Linked DNA regions of Triticum aestivum: region 2 is linked to region 1. The links are chromatin contacts, called in public Hi-C maps. All regions are on one chromosome and are shown on one strand. Each heading gives the region's core, a stretch centred on a gene start, on an enhancer-like site or on the middle of the called end of the contact. The rest is flanking DNA. Distances are from core to core; before and after follow the strand shown.

Region 1 (3,843 bases), core at 915-3,414:
TGTTCCTAGAAATGTAACGTTCGTCCATTATAATAGTCCGAAAAAAAAACCAGGCTAGCAGCAGAGTGGCCGACGATTATACAGAACAATGAGAACAGGGAGCGAGTATCACCGGAAGAGCACCCAAAAACCGAAAACTCTGAACGACTCGTACCTACATTTCCAAGAAGGCTAAGCTGACACATGCGTGGAATGGGCCGAGTAGTGGCGCGCGCTAGCATGGACCGCCACATATTTTTGACACATATTTTTTTGAGCGGTGAGTATTTGACACACATGCCCAGCACAGAAATGCTGTGCATCGCTCACGTGCATAGGTAGATGGCCCCCCATGAGAGATCGAGCGAAGAGAGCGTGCGAGCGGTTTTGGTACCTTCTAGAAGGTTCATGAGTTATTGTTTTCTTGCCTGGGTTTTCCTTTTTGTGTGTTTTGTTTTCTTATTTTTTGTTTATATTAATTCATAAATTTATAACATCAATCGTACTTTCATAAATCATTTCAAAATATTTGGGATTTTCAGAAAATTCAAAATATAAAAAAGGAATATTCATGTGCGATTTCAAAAAATTCTATTATATAAAAAATGGTCGTATTTTCCGGAATTTTTAATTTTTTTATTCTCAAATTGGAAAATCGTTCCCAAAACACAAAAATTGTTCGTGAACATTTTTTTCAAATCCTTGATCATTTTTGCAAATACGCGAACACTTTTGGGATTCATGAACATTTTTCAAGAGCGTGATGATATTTTGAACTTATGAATATTTTTCGAATTCGTTAACATTTTTTAAATCCACAAACAGTTCTTGTTCATGAACATTTTTTGAATTCACGAATAATATTTCAAGCTCGTTAACTGTTTCTGAGTTCCTGAACACTATTTCAAATCCTCGAGCAATGTTTGAATGTGTGGACATTTTTATTGTGTCACGAACAAATTTTGAATTCGTCAACATTTTTGAATCCACGAATTATTTTTGAATTTGTGAACTTTCTTTGAATTCATGAGCACTTTACGAATTTGTGAACATATTTTCAATCCGTGATATTTTTTAATTCGTGAACATATTTTGAATTTACATTCTTTTTTGAATCCATATTAAAACGACCTTCGAAAAAACTAGGTGCAAAAAAAAGGACGCATTCCTGGGCGGGCCCACTAACTGGAGGCTGTGAGCGCGCGCGATGGGGCTTCGAGCAGCCCGGCCGGGTGAGGTCATGCGCACGATAGCACGAGCGCTGTGCCCATGTCACTTTCTATTTGTTTTTTCACGGTGACAGGTCGGGTTGCCTACCGGATCCACCTCGCCGTTCGTTGGCCTAGCCTCGCAAGATTCGCGTCACCTCCATGATCTCCATCACCGTTCACCGGATCTGCTACCATCGACTCGTCTTGCTGGCCCCGCCCACCGGCCGGCACCACCGTGGCGTCGCCGTTCTCCGTCTGGCATCGGATTAGCGACGGTTCTCCGCTCTCGGCTTAGCGACGGTAGGAGTTCCATACACATCTGTAATACTGTATCGTACTTTCGTAATGAAAAATCAGTAAATCATCCTGCTTCCGAAGAGCTGTGCCGCATTACTCTAACCTAGGCACGTATGTAAATTTCTACCTTTGCCACAAACACCGCAAATTTGCAACAGCGGGATTTCTTTACTCTGGTCAGGCAAGCAAATTAAGGAAGGAGTACACATTCAGAGAAGCACGAAAAACAAAGCACAGAACAACACTACCAAACGGCGAACAGAACAGGACACTACCCAACAGCCAGGGAAGAACTCGTACGTACGTACACACAAACGTGAACTACACAGCTACTAATCAGGCGCCGTACTTGTAGCTTCCCATGTCCTCCGCGATCATGTCCAGGTCCCTGGAGGGCACGGCCATCGACATTGCCCGCCGGTGGCGCCCCGCCGGCGCCCTCGCGGGCTGCTGCTCGGAGGCGTCCGCCCCCGCCGCGGCGGGCTTCCGCTGCTCGCCGACGCCGTCGGCCGGCACGTCCTCCAGGCTGGCGAAGTTCTCCGGCAGCGAGAACACGCTCTGCGACGCCCTCCTCTGGTGCCTCCCCGGCCTCTGCGACATCTTGATTCTTGAAGAGAAACTACTGAGACTGGGGTCGAGCCGTCGAGGAGACCTAGCTAGCTCTAGCTACTACTACGATGTGATGCTACCGCCTGCTTGATTGAATTACAGGACGCCACCGATGTATATATAGGCCCGCCCAGCGCACGCTCGTCTGCCATTTGTTTTTCCAACTATTACGAGCCTGTTCACCAGTACCAGCAGTACAATTATTGTAACATGGAGTAGAGATTAAATTTGTGAGCGATCTGGCAGTTCCTGGCTCCAAAGGCCATTGACTTTGTGCATGCATATCCATGGCGCGCCGAGCGGCATGCATGTGCATGTGCATGCGCATGGCTCCTACCCGCCCCGCGCGTCTGGTTAAGGACTTGCTTGGTGGACGTGGCCATCAATTAAGCATACGAGCATCTCGATGATTACCAGATTAACGTTCGTCTTCGCTGATGTGGTGCTCTCATCTTTGCAAAGTATAGCCAACTTGGCACGTACTTCTGGCTGCTGCTCCCTTGGTTGACATGGCTGGCTGCTCAGTACTGTATGCCCTCCGTACGTTTCGGATGTCGCTAGGAAGCTTCCTACGAGCGTAAACAAATGGCACTCATGAGGCGCATGTACAGGAATCTCAGGACCGGGCTCGCCATTTTTATTGGGTTAGTGCTTCACTCATGAGCCGTCCTGATATATTTAGCAGAGAGCCACGTGCAAACCGAAGAGGGAATCAAGCATGCAATAACAAAAGCAAATCATGCACAGTTATCACTAATCGAACTTATTTTCTTAAACGTCTATTTTATCACAAAAATGAGCTGGTACGGATCGGGGGTTCCTTGCTAACGGTTCTATACGGAGAACCTAGTAATTATTCCCTTGAATTCCAGCACGACATATATCGTTAGTTCTAGCAGCATAGAGCATAAATGCATAATGCTCCTACACTGCCCAATAAGTGCATGTTAATTAACCGATTAGAAATTGGTTTATTCAGTACTGTACCACCTTTTCTGTTCCAATGGAATTAGTATTGTTTTTCCAGTTTTGGAGGAAACACATCGTTTCGTTTTGTAGGTGCTACATCTCGAAAGAACCCCTGATAGAGCTAGCTGGATGTTCTTGCCTAAAAAAAGAAAAAAAAATGCCGGGCGGTGTTAACGTACTGTCAGCACAGAGGCACCCGCATGTTAGTAGATTCCGGAACTCGTAGCCCGCGTCCAGTGCAAGCTCACATGGGTCGATCGACCGGGCCATGATACGCTCGTAACCCACACATGCACAAATCATTGCTTTCTTTTTTCTTTTGAATCAAATTATGAGCTTTATTTTATCTTATATATATAGGAGTAACTATTTTTTTAAGAAACACCTGCAATTCTATTCATACTAGTAACCATTACAAATACACTAATGTTATACACCAGCCGGAAGAGGGGGGTGGATACAAAGAGAGACTCGTTTCAGAGTGCTAGAAATATTAGCACTTTATCGATTAATCAAATCCACAAATAGATAGTAAGCATGGCAAGGAGAGTATGCAACTAACACCAATACCTAAGCATGTGAGCACGTACAGTACATAGAACCAAGACATCACTTTTTAGTTACTTTACTTCTCCCCAATAGAGCTTAGAAGTAAGAATTTATTGGCGATGAAGCTCAACCCTCTCTCGAACTGAGCTATTTCCGCTTTTTCGAACAAAAAGTTCGTAGATAAGGCCCTACTCTTTGATAAAGCGCCACAAATTCCTGAATGACCTCG
Region 2 (3,843 bases), core at 967-3,466, 180 kb after region 1:
ATGTATTGGATTTGCCATGCAAGACATTTTATCTAGGCAACATCTTTTTGTTGAAGATGTACGTGGGTGTTTTCCACAGTTTCCACTGAAATATGATGCATACATCATACCTAGCATGCTTAGGCAGAGAGCAACGTATATCTCCACTGTGATTTTTGTATTATCTTGTTCTTTTGGGGACGATCAATAAAGGGTGCAACGGCCCAAGAATATTACCATTTCTTGAAACGCGGGTATCAACTCGTTCACCGCATCTTAATGTATTTTGTACATCCTCTTTCACTACTATCGAAATATTTAGATTGTCATTTTAACTAATACCCATACAATCATAAGCTATGAGCAGACAGGCGATTCTTTCCCCACTGCTCTTGCCTATTCATTCTATGTACTTTTGACAAATCCAAATTATTATTTTCTCTCACGCGGTAAGTTACACTAATGTACTATTCTGAATTGCATTTTCCAATTTAATATCCTTTTATGCACTGCAATGCCTGAATACTTTGCGGCATGCATGTTGTTGCAATTCTAGTACTTGCATTCCATTATCCTACTTCATTTTGGGAATCATGCTTTGTACGTGCTGCATTATCAAGCCCTTTTCAAGAGGCATCAATGCAAGATTTTGAAGAATAGGATTCGGTGAAATTTGAGTTCTCACCAAACGGGCAATTATCTTCCAGGTCGGGTACAAGTTTTGTTGCAGTTCTGGCTCCTGCCTTCCAACTCCATATTATAATGTGTGTCATGTTTCTGGTGAGACACACACCACTTTCCCGGTGTGCCAAGTGTCTCTCACCTGGTCGGGTACACCATTGTTTGCTTGCGATTACATCTTGAATTTATGTGTCATGTTTCTGGTGAGACACACACCACTTTTCCGGTGTGCCAAGTGTCTCTCTTTTCCATTTGGGGCTGCGTTCACTTTGAATATAATTTTTACACTTGTAAAATAATAAAGATCACATAATGTGTTTCCCCCAAAATATAGATTAATGTCTAGCTTACAGAGATAACAAATCGTCTTCATTTTACTGGTAAATATTGACGGCTCCTTTGATCCAACAAGCAAAGTTGAGGGTTGGGTGTGATTGTTAAAAGTATGGCGGGTTGATTATTGCTACTGTTGTTGGGTATGTGCAACAAGGAAGACGTTTTCGACTTGTTGAAGACAGTAGGTATAGCAGTTCTCAGCCTGATGTAGTATTGGCGTTTAATGGGGCATTAAAAAAGTTGTATACAAAATTAATTTGCTTTCTTGGTGGCGGCTCTGGGAGGGAAGGAGCACCATGTTGTGAACATGGTTCTCTTCAAAATATATTTCTTTGTTGGTTAGCTGTTTCCATAAAGAAATAGTCAATATTATTTCTCATGCATCAACTTAATTATTTTAGTGGAGCTGAGCATTATGAGGATTTGTAAAGGTTTTGGATTTGCTAATCTGAACAACCATTATGATAAAATGGAAGTTGTCTATTCATCTTTTTTTAGGAAACATGTGCTTTCATCATATCAAAGGTCTACAGTAAGCATCATTGCCCAGCGTAGAGTTATATCTGCTTGGGTTTGTCCCAACTAATTAATTGGACTATCCCCTTAATTAGTCCATGTATTTGTATCATCCAGTGCAGCTAAGTATATCTAAAAAACGAGTGTGAATGGGTTATTGAAGGCGGCCGAAGAAGCGCATCCACCTTACACCTCACCTCCGGCTGCCTTCGCTATCTTGTGAAGTTTGGGTTTGTATCCTTGTAAGACTTCTTTCTATGTTGCTTTTCTTGGTTCGATTTTTGCGATGTCCCTCCTCCATGATATCAGGTGCAGCTACGAAGAATAAATGTCGCTCCATGCATGAAAACGCTGGTGCCAAGAAGCTCAGTTAGGATATATCATGTGTTGCACGTACATGCTTACTACTCCCTCCGTTTCAAAATAGATGACCCAACTTCATCTATTTTGAAACGGAGGGAGTAGTTTCTAGATAAAATTGAATTCATAACTGACTCAGCATTTTTTTTGTCCACAAGCACTGCTATGCGAACGATAAAATTGCTGCTGCGGCCACCGTTGGATGCAGTTTGCCAGCACTTCCACCGCGGTCGATTCGAGTATCGTGTGCTTATCGGCAAGGAAGCGTCGTGCGCACGGCAAGTTTCGTTTTTTCACCCGATCCAAAGAGGCCCTTAGAAGCCATATTTTGACTTCTAAAAAAAGGAAAATAAGCCGGCCTCGCCGACCCGTGCGGTCTCCTGTCCTCACACCCCGTCCGCGCGGAGCTCTAACCCTAACCTAACCCTAGCGCGCCGCCGCCGCCACCCCGCCTCCTCCCGGCCCGTCGCGCCGCCAACCCACCCGGACCCCATCCGCCACAGCCAAACCCAAATTCCGCAACATCGCCGTTCTTCTCCTCCTCCGCCGCCGCCATGAGTCGCAAAAACGCCTCCTCGTCCACCTCAGCCGCCGCCACGAGCCGCAAGAACGCCCCCTCGTCCTCCTCGGCCGCGGGCGCCGCCAGCAAGAAGGAAAAACCTCTCTCCGTGTCGGCCATGCTAGCCTCGATGGACGGCACGGCGCCCAAATCCAAGCCCGCCAAGGCGGCGCCCAAGCCCAAGCCCTCCAAGGCGCCCGCGTCGTCGTACATGGGCGGCATCGACCTGCCCCCGTCGGACGACGAGGAGGACGAGGCCGACGTCGCCGCCGTCGCCGCCAAGCCCAAGCCGTCTCGCGCCACCGTCGACCTCAACGCCCTCGCGCCCTCGGACAAGGACTCGAAGAAGAAGGAGAAGCGCGAGATGATGGCGGCGGCCGTCGCCGAGGCTGCCAAGCGGGAGGCGCTCCGCGACGACCGCGACGCCTTCTCCGTCGTCATCGGAGCGCGCGTCCCCGGATCCGCTGCCGAGGGCGATGCCGCCGATGGAAACATCAAGGACATCGTGCTCGACAACTTCTCTGTCTCTGCGCGAGGAAAGGAGCTACTCAAGGGCGCCTCCCTCCGGATCTCGCATGGTCGCCGCTACGGTCTCGTGGGGCCCAATGGCATGGGCAAATCTACCCTCCTGAAGCTGCTCTCTTGGCGGCAGGTGCCCGTGCCCAAGAACATTGATGTCCTGCTTGTGGAGCAGGAGATTGTTGGTGATGACCGCTCGGCAACCGAGGCGGTGGTTGCAGCCAATGAGGAGCTTACGGCGCTCCGGGCTGAGCAGGCAAAGCTTGAGGCCTCTGATGATCCCGATGACAACGAGAAGCTTGCCGAGGTATACGAGAAGCTAAATCTATGCGATTCTGATGCTGCACGAGCGCGTGCGTCCAAAATCCTTGCGGGGCTGGGGTTTGATCAGGCAATGCAGGCAAGGTCCACAAAGTCCTTCAGTGGTGGCTGGAGGATGCGCATCTCGCTTGCCCGTGCTCTCTTCATGCAGCCAACATTGCTGCTCCTTGATGAGCCTACCAACCATTTGGACCTCCGAGCTGTGCTTTGGTTGGAGCAGTACTTGTGCTCACAGTGGAAGAAGACCCTAATTGTGGTTTCCCATGACCGGGACTTCTTGAACACAGTGTGCAATGATATCATTCATTTGCACGATAAGAGTCTGCATGTTTACCGTGGTAATTTTGATGACTTTGAGAGCGGGTATGAGCAGAAGAGGAAGGAGATGAACAAGAAGTTTGAGGTGTATGAAAAGCAGATGAAAGCAGCAAGGAAGACTGGGAGCAAGGCTGCACAAGATAAGGTTAAAGACCAAGCAATGTCAAAGGCCCACAAAGAAGTTGCCAAGGGGAAGGGGAAGGGAAAGAATGTGGCAACTGATGATGATAACGTGAAGCCAGCGGATCTGCCAC

The links. Hi-C and Micro-C count contacts between places; a contact is called where the count stands out from the background.
Region 2: a Hi-C map of leaf shows a contact between it and region 1, with 4 times the contacts expected there. The contact joins the promoter of LOC123079679 here to the promoter of LOC123074955 in region 1. A contact is called at or near these places in 2 of 5 Hi-C or Micro-C datasets (both in leaf).

The regions. Positions count from the first base shown.
Region 1 is chr3D:461,824,790-461,828,632 of IWGSC CS RefSeq v2.1, forward strand. LOC123074955 reads right to left here and starts at 2,165. Exons shown (of 1, transcript XM_044497673.1): 1 at 1,636-2,165. The coding sequence starts at 2,087. The coding sequence ends at 1,824.
Region 2 is chr3D:462,002,573-462,006,415 of IWGSC CS RefSeq v2.1, forward strand. It overlaps LOC123079679 (ABC transporter F family member 4), which reads left to right and starts at 2,217. Exons shown (of 1, transcript XM_044502479.1): 1 at 2,217-3,843. The coding sequence starts at 2,427.